2 separate regions of the Sus scrofa genome follow, and region 1 is linked to region 2. The links are chromatin contacts, called in public Hi-C maps. All regions are on one chromosome and are shown on one strand. Each heading gives the region's core, a stretch centred on a gene start, on an enhancer-like site or on the middle of the called end of the contact. The rest is flanking DNA. Distances are from core to core; before and after follow the strand shown.

Region 1 (6,322 bases), core at 1,920-4,419, 87 kb after region 2:
TGTGGCATAGGCTGGCAGCTGTAGCTCCGATTGGACCCCTATCCTGGGAACCTCCATATGCCACAAATGCGGGCCTAAAAGGCAAAAAAAAAAAAGAAAAAAACACACACACACACAAAAAAAACACAAAAAAACAAAACAAAACACAAACCTAATCTTTATCAAGTGAAAGAAACTTCCATTTCATTAAAAGTATATGGTATTTTTCATAGAAAAGATGTTGCAAACCCAAAGGATTCATGTTGGCAGATAAACTGAAAGGCCTATCACATGCAGAATTATTTGGGAGGTTATGTACCGATGTCTGCAGCTTACTTTGAAATGGATCACAGCAATAAGATAGACTGATGAAGGGATGGATAGACATGTATTAAAGAAACCACACTGGAGTTCCCTTCGTGGCGCAGTGGTTAACGAATCCGACTAGGAACCATGAGGTTGCGGGTTTGGTCCCTGCCCTCGCTCAGTGGGTTAACGATCCGGTGTTGCCGTGAGCTGTGGTGTAGGTTGCAGATGTGGCTCGGATCACGCGTTGCTGTGGCTCAGGTGTAGGCCAGTGGCTACAGCTCCGATTTGACCCCTAGCCTGGGAACCTCCATATGCCTCGGGAGCGGCCCAAGAAATAGCAACAACAACAACAACAACAAAAAAAGACAAAAAAAAAAAAAAAAAAGAAACCACACTAAAATAATTATAGAATCCTGGTGGTTGGTATAGGGGTAGTCCTGTGAATTCTTTCAACATTTCCCTAAATCTGAAATTTTCATAATAATTTTGGAATAAACTTAAATACATATACCATTATAAGAACAGAGAAGAAAAAAATTTGTGAGAAAAAAGATAGTTTGTCAGGAAAGGAGAAAAAGAGATAAAAAGTGAAAAGAGAGACAGGATATCTTCAGTGTCCTTCCTGATACCCTTTCTTACCTCTGTCCTTGAGAACTGACTGAGGCAGATTTTGACTGAATGGGGTTGAAATTCTTGAAATATATCTTGGTGTCAAAAGTAACCCAAAGGAATTTTTGAAAAACACCAAATCACTAATGTCTTTTGATATTTTGAAATTGGCTGTTGTTATCCTAACCAATGTTTATGTAAAATAAGATAAGCATCTATAAAGAGTGGGGTAGAATTAAACCAGTGTTTTTTAGACAGGAAGTCCAATATCCCATAAAGGGAAGCTATTAACTTGAGCTATTGAAGCTAACTTTTCAATGTTAGGGCCTATTCAAGTCCTAGGGCTAGTGGATTATACAGTCGTTAAGACTTCTTCAAAGCTGATGCTCATTCCTTTACATATAGAGTTCAAAATAGTGAGTGTCAAGATAAAAAAAAAAACTTAAAAGCTTTGATATTTAAAGAAAAATTTCTGTAAGCTGCCAACAGTTTCATACACAAGACGCCTCTACAAAGTAAAACAGATTAACTGTGGAAATAGTGCCACCTAGTGGACAGAGTGGAGAATAGTCTAACTTAATATCTTTCCTACCACCTCTTTTCCTTTTGGGGAAGACTGCAGACATGTCTTTATTTTTTCCTTTGTTTTTATTTACTCAGTAAACATATATAACAAACCTCTGGAATAATAGAAAGAGCACAGGACTTGGAGGCAGAATCTGTCACTACATTTCTACTTCTTTACATCCCTTGTGTTTCTAGCATGTTTTTACATAATTTCTCAAGAGGACTTGCTCATTATCAAGAGGCCCACGAAATGGTAATTAAGTGATGAGATGGAAGTGTTAGCTAATACTGTGGTGGTAATTATTCTGAAGTATGTAGGGGTATCAAATCAAGACATTATACACCTTGGAGTTCCCCACATGGCGCAAGCGGAAACAAATCCAAGTACCCATGAGGATGTGGGTTCAATCTCTGGCCTCAGTCAGTGGATCCAGTATTGCTAGGAGCTGTGGTGTAGGTCGCAGATGTGCCTCGAATCCTGCATTGCTGTGGTATAGGCCAGCAGCTGTAGTTCTGATTCAACCCCTAGCCTGGAACTTCCATATGCCTTGGGTGTGCCCCTAAATAGCCCCCTCCCTCCCAAAAAAGACATGGTACACTTTAAATTTACACAGTGTTATATGTCCACTGCATCTCAATAAAGCTGGGGGCCAAGGGATAGGAGAGTGGGAAGATGCCCAGAGACCAAACTGTCTTCCATATATTTAAGATAATTGTGGTTCAGTGGTTAACGAATCCAACTTGTAACCATGAGGTTACAAGTTCCATCCCTGGCCTCGCTCAGTGGGTTAAGGATCTGACATTGCCATGAGCTGTGGTGTAGCTTGCAGATGTGGCTCGGATCCCAAATTGCTGTGGCTGTGCTGTAGGCCGGCAGCTACAGCTCTGATTAGACCCCTAGCCTGGGAACCTCTATATGCTGTGGGTGCAGCCCTAGAAAGGACAAAAAAAAAAAAAAAAAAAAAAGATTGCGGCCACCTTGGTCATGTCATGGGAAATCCCACCTTTAAACAATTCCTTTCTTAGGGTCTGCAAGATTCTCCAAAGTATTCTAATTAAAATAAGAATGCCCACAAGAGGAATGACACATTAAATGTGAAGGCTTGGGTTCTGATATCTGCTGTCAGCTTATTAATTATGTGATTTGGGGAAATCACTCCCTTTGAGCCTGCTTTGTTCAGGTATCATCTGGCTACCCTACTTCATAGAGTTGTTCTGGGATCTTAAATCTCATGCCTTCTAGTAACACCCATCTCTGGGATTTGAAGCCCAGCCCAAGCTTAACTTTTCTCCCTTCTTCCCCAACAGAGAGTACTCTGCTTCAGCTCTCTTTGAAGAGTTATAGCAGCAGCTATCAGAAGGGAGTTAGGGTAGAAACAACACTGCAAAGACTACTTTGCTCAAGATCACAAAATAGTAAATTTATAGATATAGATCTGGCTCCAAAGCCCACACATTTAAAAACAAAACTATTTTTCTTTTTCATCCATACCTGCAGCATATGCAAGTTCCCAGGCCAGGGACAGACTCTGAGCTGCAGCTTCAATCTACACCACAGCTGTGGCAATGCCAGGTCCTTAACCCACTGCACTGCACCAGGGATCGAACTCATGTCTTTGCCTCGACCCACCCTGCTGCATTTGGATCCTTAACCCACTGTGCCAAAGGCAGGAACTCTAGAAAAAACTTTCTGATTGTGAATCATGATGCCAATACAAATACATTAAACACAGAAATTAATGAATAACTATAAAGCAAACACCCATGGAATCACCATGCAAAGCAAGAAACAAAACTCTACAAGTCTTCTTTTTTTTGTTTTGTTTTGTTTTGTTTGACAATTCCTGTATATGGATCCTGGCATGTGTGTATATGAGTTTCTCTAGGGTATAACTTTGAGGAGAGGCAAGAGTGTATCATGGAGTATGTGCGTATGTATCTTAAAATTTACTGGGTAAGACAAAGAACAATCAAGTGGTTGTTCTAATTTACTCTGCCACCAGCAGCGTATGAGAGTTCTCATTGCTCCATGTCCTCACCAACACTTGCCCTTGTCAGACTGATTACTGAGGTTGAGCACTTTTGCATGTTTTCACCAGAATATCCTCTTGAAGGTGTGCTGATTGATCATCTTTTGCCCAGTTGTCTACCAGGTTATCCCATGTTCCCCTTGCCACTCTATGCCTCATGAGGGGTTTTAGATATGTCCAAACTGCAAAGAGCAGAGGGAGGACAGGCACCAGGGCTTATTCTTTGTACTACACACAGTGCAGTACTGAGCTGGTCAGAGTAGGGCTTAAGAAATACATGCTGATTGATTGGTAGAGGTCCATAACCCTACCAAAACACAGTTACAACAACTGAAAGAATTTTTCTAAGTTTGGTATAAAATTAATTTGGAGGCAAAACCTGAACTGACAAAAGACAAATTGTAGTTTTTACTTATGTGTTTCCTGCAGAAATGTTAATGGTTAACTATGGATGCTGCCCCAGGCTCTGTTTTGAGATAACACAACGTACAACGTAAGTACCTATGCCCCAGCATAACTTCTTAAAATCTGAAAATGTCTTAATTCTTGAATACATCTGTCCACAAAGATGTTGAATACAGGATTCTGGGCTTGCCATTTATTGAATCCCTGCAGTATTTCTAGAACCGTGGGTAAGTAGGTATCCTACATACATAACAGACCAGTTGTGAGGATGAAAGAAGGTAGGTATTAGCCCTTTCACATTTAACATAGGAGACACCAGAGACTCAGACAGGTTAAGCAATTTGTCTAGTCACACAGCAGAGCTGAAAGTTAGTATAGCTTACAAAATGCATACATGGCATATTAAGGCATAATGGATACTAGCTATTTAAAGATATAAGTGAAACATACTTAAAAGAAGTTAAATCAGTGAGCTAAATTGAATGCCTGCAGCATATTCACTGGGAAATGTGGCTTAGTTGACTAGTCATAGTAACACAAAGCAGAAGGCACCTAGTGCACCCTTTTAAGAGATGAGAACTCTGAGGTCTAGAGAGGTTAAAGGGCATGCCCGGGGCCTCACAACTGCTCAGTCTGAAGAGCCGAAGACATTAATCGTCTGCAGAACCATTACAGGGCTTCCGAACACAGATACCAACCACCAACACTGCACTCTTCTTCTCATGAAATTTTTTTTTTTTCTTTTTAGGGCTGCACCTATGGCATATGGACATTTACAGGCTAGGGGCTGAATTGGAGCTGTAGGTGTTGGCTTAGCAACACACCACAGGTATAGCAACACTTTATCTGCGCCGCATCTGCGATCTATGCTACAGCTCACAGCAACGCTGGGGATTGAACCCACTGAGAGAGGCCAGGGATTGAATTCGCATCCTCACGGACACTATGTCAGGTTCTTAACTTGCTGTGCCACAACAGGAACTCCTTTGTGAACTTTTAAGACAAAGTGAAACCCTAATTTCTGAAAATTTCTTCTTACCTTCCAAATATATGTATTCTTGCCTCTGGTCTCACAGGATGAGATTTTCTTTTTGTCCGTCAGGACCTTCCACTCACTCTCATCTTCCCTGGGGCCTTGGCATCACAGTCATCCTTCCCTCTCTTTATTTTTAACCTTCCTGTTTTCAACTGGGCCTTTCAACCTTAAAAAAAGGGGGTGGTGCTTCCTCCTCCATTCCCTCTGGTTGTTTTCCTCTCTCAGCAAGCTTAAGAGTAGTCTCCACCACACCATTTTCTCACCTCCCACTTATTCCTCAAAGCAATAGCAATTTGCCTCCCTTCCCATCCTCTCTGTGTTCCTCTAGCATTAGACTGCCAATTTCTTTTCTCTTTTTTTTCAGGCTGCTTCTGCAGCCTATGGAGGTTTCCAGGCTAGAGGTGGAATTGGACCTGTAGCTTCGAGCCTATGCCACAGCTACAGCAGTGCAGGATCTGAGCTGTGTCTGTGACCTGCACCACAGCTCATGACAATGCTGGATCCTTAACCCACTGAGCAATGCCAGGGATTGAACCTGAGTCCTCATGGAGACTAGTCAGGTTCGTTAACCACTGCGCCATGACAGAACTCCCAGACTGCCGTTTTCTACGGACACAACTCAACCATCTTTCTCACACTCTGCTGTATTTGGTGCTGTTGAGCATTCCCTTCCTTGAAGGTCCTCTTTCTTGGGTTTGGTGATGCTCCTTTTTCCCAATTCTCCTGGAGGTTTATCTACAGCCTTAATCTCTCACTTGAACTTCAGACTACATGCAGATGGACAGATCCAAATGTAAGTTTCTGGCATCTCTAGACATATCAATCTAATTGTTTTCAAATTCCTTAGTCACCCCTCTCGAGCCCAGGTCTGCTCCTGCAGAGATTAGCTACTACTTACTAGATAATCCAACTAGAACTCTAGTGGTCACACCCAACCCTTCCTTCCCCTGCCTCCAAGTCAGTCCCTAATTCCTGCCTTTACCTTATCAAATAAGCTCAAAGAAGAAGGAAGAGAATTCTCATTCTTCTTGTCAGTTCAGTAGAGCAAATACTTCCAAGCACCTTATATTAAAACTCACCTCAGTTTAGTAATCATGTAGTCTACAAAACTTAGAAAATGCCAATTTAGTCATATTTAGGTCAAAATACTTTTGGAGGAATCACTGCAGGTAACTAAAATCTATCAGGAATTATAAACAAACATTTCTAAATTTACATGTCAAGGGCCAGCTTTTATAATCACGGTTTAATAGGACAGCAATTGGCCCAAATTCATCCCCAGCCCCCACGATGGCCCCAAAGAGTCAGTCTCACTTCCTGGTAGTCTTGCTTTGTGTGGTCTCCTCCCACTGAATGGGGTTGATCTGTGTGATTAATGGGATATTGC
Region 2 (6,837 bases), core at 1,707-4,206:
CAATCATTTGGTGTAGACTTCAAAGCCCAGCCTGTTCCAACCCTCTCTTTGTTCTTAGGCATCCTTGGCCCCCATAGCCCCAAATAGTCAAAGTTCCCAGCCCCAGAGCCTTTGCACATACACTTCCCTGTGTGATGTGCAGTGAAAGAGCTGTCAGGCCTAAATTGGGCTGTGAGGGCTGTCAGATTCTCTTAATCTCACCATCTCCCTGTCCTGTCACCCAGCTGTCTCTGCCAGAGGGGGAGCTGATCACCATCCACTTGGAAAAGGGACCACTCAGGAAGAGAGCACTAGCAGCGCAGGCTCTGTGTAGAGTCCTGGGAGATGAGATCTTATCTTACATCCATTCTTTGTGTCAGAGGCTAGGTGTCAGGGAGGTGACATGATAAAGTGGCAAAAAGGAGCTAGATTTCCAACAAGGTGTGCCACAACCGAGGCACTGGAAGTTCCCAGGCTAGGGGTCTAATTGGAGCTACAGCTGTCAGCCTACACTACAGCTCATAGCAACGCCAGATCCCCGACCTACTGAGAAATGCTGGGGATTGGACACACATCTTCATGGATACCAGCTGGATTCGTTTTTGCCGTGCCACAGCAGGAACTCCTGCATATGTATTAAATGTATACAGTTGCCCAAGTGCTGTCCCAGAGAAAGCTGTTTTTCCACCTCACCATTCCCACTGGCTAAGGAAAATTGCTCTGAATGAGGAAGGTGCCCACCCACCTTTGATTTCTGCTCTTTTCGCTGGTGCCCCTCCGCCACCTGGTGGTCATACCTAGAATAGACTGGAATTTCTGCCCACTGGTCTGAGGAAGGCCTGAGGTTGGACTCCCTTTGCTAAATTCTCCAGGGTGGCATTTTCATCTCAATCTACATTCCCCTCTAAGACCCCAGGGCTCACCTGCACCCGAGGTTCTGAGAAAGGCAGAAGTTGATTCTGTCTCACTGTGGAATATTGCGTCTGTCACTGCCCTTCTCTGGGCTTAGGTTTCTCATCTGTAAGAAAGGGCCTGGAGGAGTTCCCTTCATGGCTCAGCGATTAAGGAACCCAACTAGGATCCATGAGGATATGGGTTTGTTGGTACCTCGATCATTGGGTTAAGGATGTGGCATTGCCATGAGCTGTGGTGTAGGTTGCAGACGTGGCTCGGATCCCACCTTGCTGTGGCTGTGGCTAGGCCAGCAGCTGTAGTTCTGATTCAACCCCTAGCCTGGAAACTTCCATATGCCACAAGCGCAGCCCTAAAAAGCAAAAAATACAATAAAATAAAGTTTACTATGTGACCTGGGACTCTATGTCCTTCCTTAATTCAGTGGGAAGAATGTAAATTCCAGAAGAGCAGGGAAGTGCTGCCTTGTTCGTTCTCTATCACAAGTGCATAGGGCAGTGCTTTAGATGTAGATGCTTTACTGGGTTTGGGGCCACATTAATAGAAGCACTGTATGTACAATAAAGGAGGTGATAGTCCTTCTGCCCTTGTTTGGAGTCCTGTGTTCTATTTGGGATCAGAACTTTGAAAGGCACATGAGAAAGTGTAACTCATCCATAGGACAATGAACAAAATAATAACTGAAAGGGGGACCACAAATCACATTTTATGGGGAAACAGTTGGAGGAGCCAGAATATTAACTCTGGCATTAATAAGACTCAACGGTACAGCAGAAATTGGCACAACATTGTAAATCAACTATAGTTTAATAAAAAAAAATAAAAAGACTTAAGGGGGTACATGTGTCTTCCTTCAAATATCTGAAAGGGTGTCTGGGGGAAAAAACTGGGAGGAATAGGAATTAGGACTGCTACTTCAAGGGGACAGATATTTCTCTGCATAAAACAAAACTAAAAGACGTTTTCAGTCTGAGCTAGTTAAAGAACAGACTTGAATTTGAATCTCAATCTGTCCCTAACTAGTTTTGTAACCTTGGGCAAATTCCTTCACCATGTTAAACCTTGATTCTCTCAAGTATGAAATGGGTATAATTCAGAGAACGCAGCACTGTTACGACAATGGAATGATACAAAACATTCTTTTGGCTGCGCCCTCAGCATGTGGAAGTTCCCAGGACAGGGACTGAACCCATGCCACAGCAGCGACCCAAGCAATGACAATGCTGGATTCTTAACCTGTTGTGCCACAAGGGAACTCCCTACATTTTTTTTTTCTTTGTAAAGATAACTTGGTAGGAATGGGAAGGAGTCAAGCAGTTAGTGGGACTGTGGCTGGGGAAGTGGTTTAGGCTGGTAGCCAGCAGTACTGGCTCTTGGTCACATTGACTAGAAGTGTATCCTGGCTTTGCAACTTAATTGCTGTGCAGATTACTTAACCTTTTTTTTCTTTCTTTCTTTCTTTTTAGGGCCACACCTGAGGCATATGGAGGTTCCCAGGCTAGGGGTTGAATTGGAGCTACAGCTGCCGACCTACACCACAGCCACAGCAATGCTAGATCCTTAACCCACTGAGCAAGGCCAGGGATCAAACCCGCAACCTCATGGTTCCTAGTTGGATTGTTTCCACTGGACCACAATGGGAACTCTACAAATTACTTATCCATTTTGAGCTTCAGTCTCCCTACCTGCAAAATGGGAATAAGTAGGTCCCATTTCACCAAGTTGTTGGGGGATCAAGGAAGTAAAACAACCAAAAGGTGAACTGCTGCTCTGATGTTAGTGATCTGACTGGGGTTGTCCCTTCCAGTCGATATTCTCCAGGTGGAATCCCTGCTCCCACCCTTGGGAACCAATGCAAGAGGCCCTGGAAGAGCAGGTAAATGCATGATCCTAAAACTCCCAGATGCAGAGAATTGCTTGCATCTGCTCCTTGCCAGGGGCTGTGTAAACAGGACACTGTCCCTTCCTCTCCTCTGCAAGTCAGTCCTTCCTGTGACAGGAAGGTGGCTAGGATGGCACCTGAGGAAGTTGTGGGGGTGGAGCTAAGGCTGGGGTACAGGACAGGACAGTGGTGGACAGGCTGTCTGGCTTTCTAATCTGCTTGTGCACTTTGCTCCCCAGATAAACTGTGAGCTCTGTGGAGGATCCAACTGCAGAACAGGTACAGAAATTAGCCAATAGCCTGGGGAGGTTCCGAGGTTGCCAAATGGTGGCCTAGGGGCCAGATCTAGCTCACAGGCTTGTTTTGCGGTCTGCATAGTTGCACAGTGGTTTGTTTTTTGAATTAGTTTTCAACATTTAAAAATAAAGGGATTGCACAGGAAATCCGAATTCCTACTCTCTTCAAAGGCAGCAGAGGAGGCACATTTCCGTATAACACGAGTCCGTTGGAGCGAACTAGTGGCTGCCACCTTTAGTTAGGGCATAGGAGCTCTGGTCACCAGAGTCTCCACATCTCCCAACTGTATCCCACCCAGTCAGCTTCACTCACTTATGAATGGCCCATACAGTCCCTTGAGTTTGTGATCACTGGAACAGAGAAAAGAGCACTAGCTCTGCAGTATCCGGGGACAATGGGACAAATCTCCACCTGGTTATGTGACTCACAAGTCCTCTGAGCTCTACTTCCCCGTCTGTAAAAGGGGGTAAGGACATGGACTCCTTCCATGGCTGATACAAAGATTAATTAAGAAAATGTTTGTAAAACACCTGAAACATAGTAGGTGCTCAACAAAAATTCCTCATGAATGAACCATGGCCTGGGTTCAATCAATACTCTCCTTGCTTTGAGTTTCTGCTGCAGTACAGTGGGTTGAGTATCTGGCATCATCTCTGTGGTGGCTTGAGTCACTGCAGCAGCGTGGGTTCGATCCCTGGCCCGGTACAGTGGATTAAGAATTCGGCATTATAGCAGCTGTGGCATAGGTCGCAGCTGCAGCTTGGATTCAATCCCTGGCCCAGGAACTTCCATATACCATGGGTGTGGCCAAAAAAGAGAAAAAAAAAAAAAAACTCTCTGATTTTGAATGCTACAATCCTGGGCACAGGGCCAGGTCTCAACAATCCTATAAGGCTGATATTCGGACACAGTCTTTAAGGCATTAGCCTGCTGTGGCCCCCTTTGCCTGGCAAAGCAATAAAGGTATATTTTTCTCCTTCACTGCCTCCAAAAAGACTGATATTATTATCCATGCTATACAGAGGAGCAAACTGAGGCACAGAGAGACATTAAACACGTAAATGGAAGAGCTGGCAGGGGTAGCAAGGGTTGTCTGATTTCTAAACCTGTGTTTTTCCCTCACTGTCACAAACCATTTGGCCTCGGCCACATCCATGGGGGTTAAGAGTGTAGATTCTGGGGTACAATTGTAGGGCTTGAATTCTGGCTCCACCACTTGCTAGCAGTCTGACACTGGGCAACTTATTTAACTTCTTGGCACTTCCAGTATTTTACTTGGAAGATAATAAAGGGATCAACTTCACATGGGTTAAATGAGTTAATACTCATAAAATACTTAGGGCAGTACCTGGGTACACAGTAAGAGCTCAATAAATGCTAGCTGTTTTTATCATTAATTGAGCGCTGGCTATGGGCCAGGTACTACAAGGACAAAGATCAGTGAGAGTCCCTGTGGGGCTCATCGTCTGATGAGAGATCAAAGGTCAGAGTGACGTGCTGTCAGGGAACCTGGTGATGGAAGCAAGGGGGAGGAGGGTGGTTAATTTTACGTGTCAATTTGTCAGGGCCACAATGCCCAGATATTTGGTCAAATATTATTCTGGACGTTCCTATGAGGGTGTTTTTGGATAGAATGGACATTTATTTTATTTTTTAATTTTTATTTTTGTCTTTTAGGGCCACACCCACAGCATATGGAGGTTCCCAAGCTAAGGGGTGAATGGGAGCTACAGCTGCTGGCCTACACTACAGCCACAGCAATGCCAGATCCAAGCCATGTCTGTGACTTACATGGCAAGGTCAGATCCTTAACCCACCGAGCGAGGCCAGGAATCAAACCTGTGTCCTCATGGATGCTAATCAGATTCATTTCCACTGAGCCACAGTGGGAACTCCAAGATGGACCTCTACACCAGCGGACTTTTTTTTTTTTTTTTTTTTTTTGTCTTTTTAGGTTATATCTGCAGCATATGGAGGTTTCCAGACTAGGGGTAGAATCAGAGCAGTAGCTGCCAGCCTACACCACAGCCACAGCAACACAAGATCCAAGCCACATCTGTGATCTACACAGCTCCCAGCAAAGCCAGATCCTTAACCCACTGACCAAGGCCAGGAATCGAAACTGTAATCTCATGAATACTAGTCGGGTTCATTATCACCAGGCCATGACAGGAACTCCCTATGCCAGTGGACTTTGAGTAAAGCAGATTGCCCTCCAGAATATGGGTGGGCCTCATCCAATCAGTTGAAGGTCTGAATAGAACAAAATGGCTGACCTCCCCAAGAAAGAGGGACTTCTCCAGAAGATGGCCTTTGGACTTCATCAGCAACATTGGCTCTTTGATTGCAGACTGCCTTTGGACTCAAGGTGCAACTCCTTTATCTGAATCTTTAGCCTGTTGGTTTTGGATCCATCAAGCCTCTACAATTGCCCAAGTCAATTCATTGAAATAAATCTCCTATATGAATGTACATTCTATTTGTTCTATTCTTCTGGAGTACCAATTCCTTCACCAGAAGAGGCAAACTCCCCCCTTCTTTTTTCTTTTGGCTGTGCCTACAGCATGCGAAAATTCCCAGGCTGGGATTGGACCTGCACCACAGCAGATGACAATACCAGATCCTTAACCCACTGCACCACAAGGGAACTCCCAGAAGAGGTATCCTTATTACATTTAGCAGTGCTAGCTTGGAGATGGTCATTCAAGGGACCCAACCCCGTCCCCAGTAGATAGTTCTTCAACATTTGAGAAAACTTTACTACAAGGACCTGCAGAGCTGGGAGAGACAGCACATGTAGAGGCTGACAGAATCAGGATTCAAAACCCACTTAATCTTCAGAACGGTGTGTAGGAATCTACAAGAAGAAATGTAACATGGATCAATGAAAAGTCCTCCCCTTGGGCCCAACTGTACAGAGATAGAATCAGGAGTCAGGAAGAGGGAGAGAGTAGCCAGCTGAAAAGCACTAGGTGTGTGCAAGACTTGGACTTTTATTTATTTATTTATTTATTTTTGTCTTTGTCTCTTTAGGGCCGAACCTATGGCATATGGAGTTTCCCAGGCTAGGGGTCCAATAGAATCTGTTGCTGCCAGCCTACGCCAGAGTCACAGCCACACCAGATCTGAGCTGTGTCTTCAACCTACACCACAGCTCACAGCAATGCCAGATCCTTAACCCACTGAGTGAGGCCAGGGATCAAACCCGCAACCTCATGGTTCCTAGTTGGATTCGTTTCCGCTGCTCCACGATGGGAACTCCCCAGCCCTTTTATTTTGACTACGAGTGTGGAATGGGCCAATTGTTTCCCAGGTTATGTTAAGTTCTGACGAGGCAGGAGGCTGATTAACCTGAGGAGATACAGCCCTGGTCTCCAGATTTCAGAAAGGCAGGATAGGGATGCAGGTGGAAGCTACTAGAAATCAGATTTGGGCCCAGTGGGAGCAACAGTCAAAGCTGACCAAGATGACCTGGGCATCTCATGGGCACTGATCTTCCTGTCACCAAGCATGTTCTAGGAGGTATCTATTCTTCATAATGTAACCAAGACAGAACTGTGAAGAGAAAGAACATGCCCTTTGGATGGGCCGGACCTAGATTCAAACTAATTCATGTGAGTGTGACTTCCGATGAATCACCCTGAGTCCACAGACCTCAGGGAGTGTTCATACTTGATTGGAAATCCCTGTGTCACCTCTCAAAGTGGCCCATGGACATAAGCTGTTTAACACACTGCTGGTTCACTCAGAAACATCTCTGGCTGTTT

The links. Hi-C and Micro-C count contacts between places; a contact is called where the count stands out from the background.
Region 1: a Hi-C map of liver shows a contact between it and region 2, with 8 times the contacts expected there. The contact joins two enhancer-like sites. A contact is called at or near these places in 1 of 5 promoter capture datasets (liver) and 13 of 47 Hi-C or Micro-C datasets (brain, embryonic fibroblasts, fetal heart ventricle and 6 more).

Annotation. Positions count from the first base shown.
Region 1 is chr6:81,164,667-81,170,988 of Sscrofa11.1, forward strand. No RefSeq gene overlaps it. Among named protein-coding and RNA genes, the nearest start is that of LUZP1, 56 kb to the left of the region's middle. Within about 2 kb of position 3,170, at least 2 of the 83 cell types and tissues checked have an H3K27ac peak or open chromatin away from gene starts, as enhancers often do. A contact at or near this core is called in liver, where this site is marked.
Region 2 is chr6:81,077,630-81,084,466 of Sscrofa11.1, forward strand. All of the region lies in intron 1 of LUZP1 (leucine zipper protein 1), which reads right to left. Among named protein-coding and RNA genes, the nearest start is that of HTR1D, 11 kb to the right of the region's middle. Within about 2 kb of position 2,957, at least 5 of the 83 cell types and tissues checked have an H3K27ac peak or open chromatin away from gene starts, as enhancers often do. A contact at or near this core is called in liver, where this site is marked.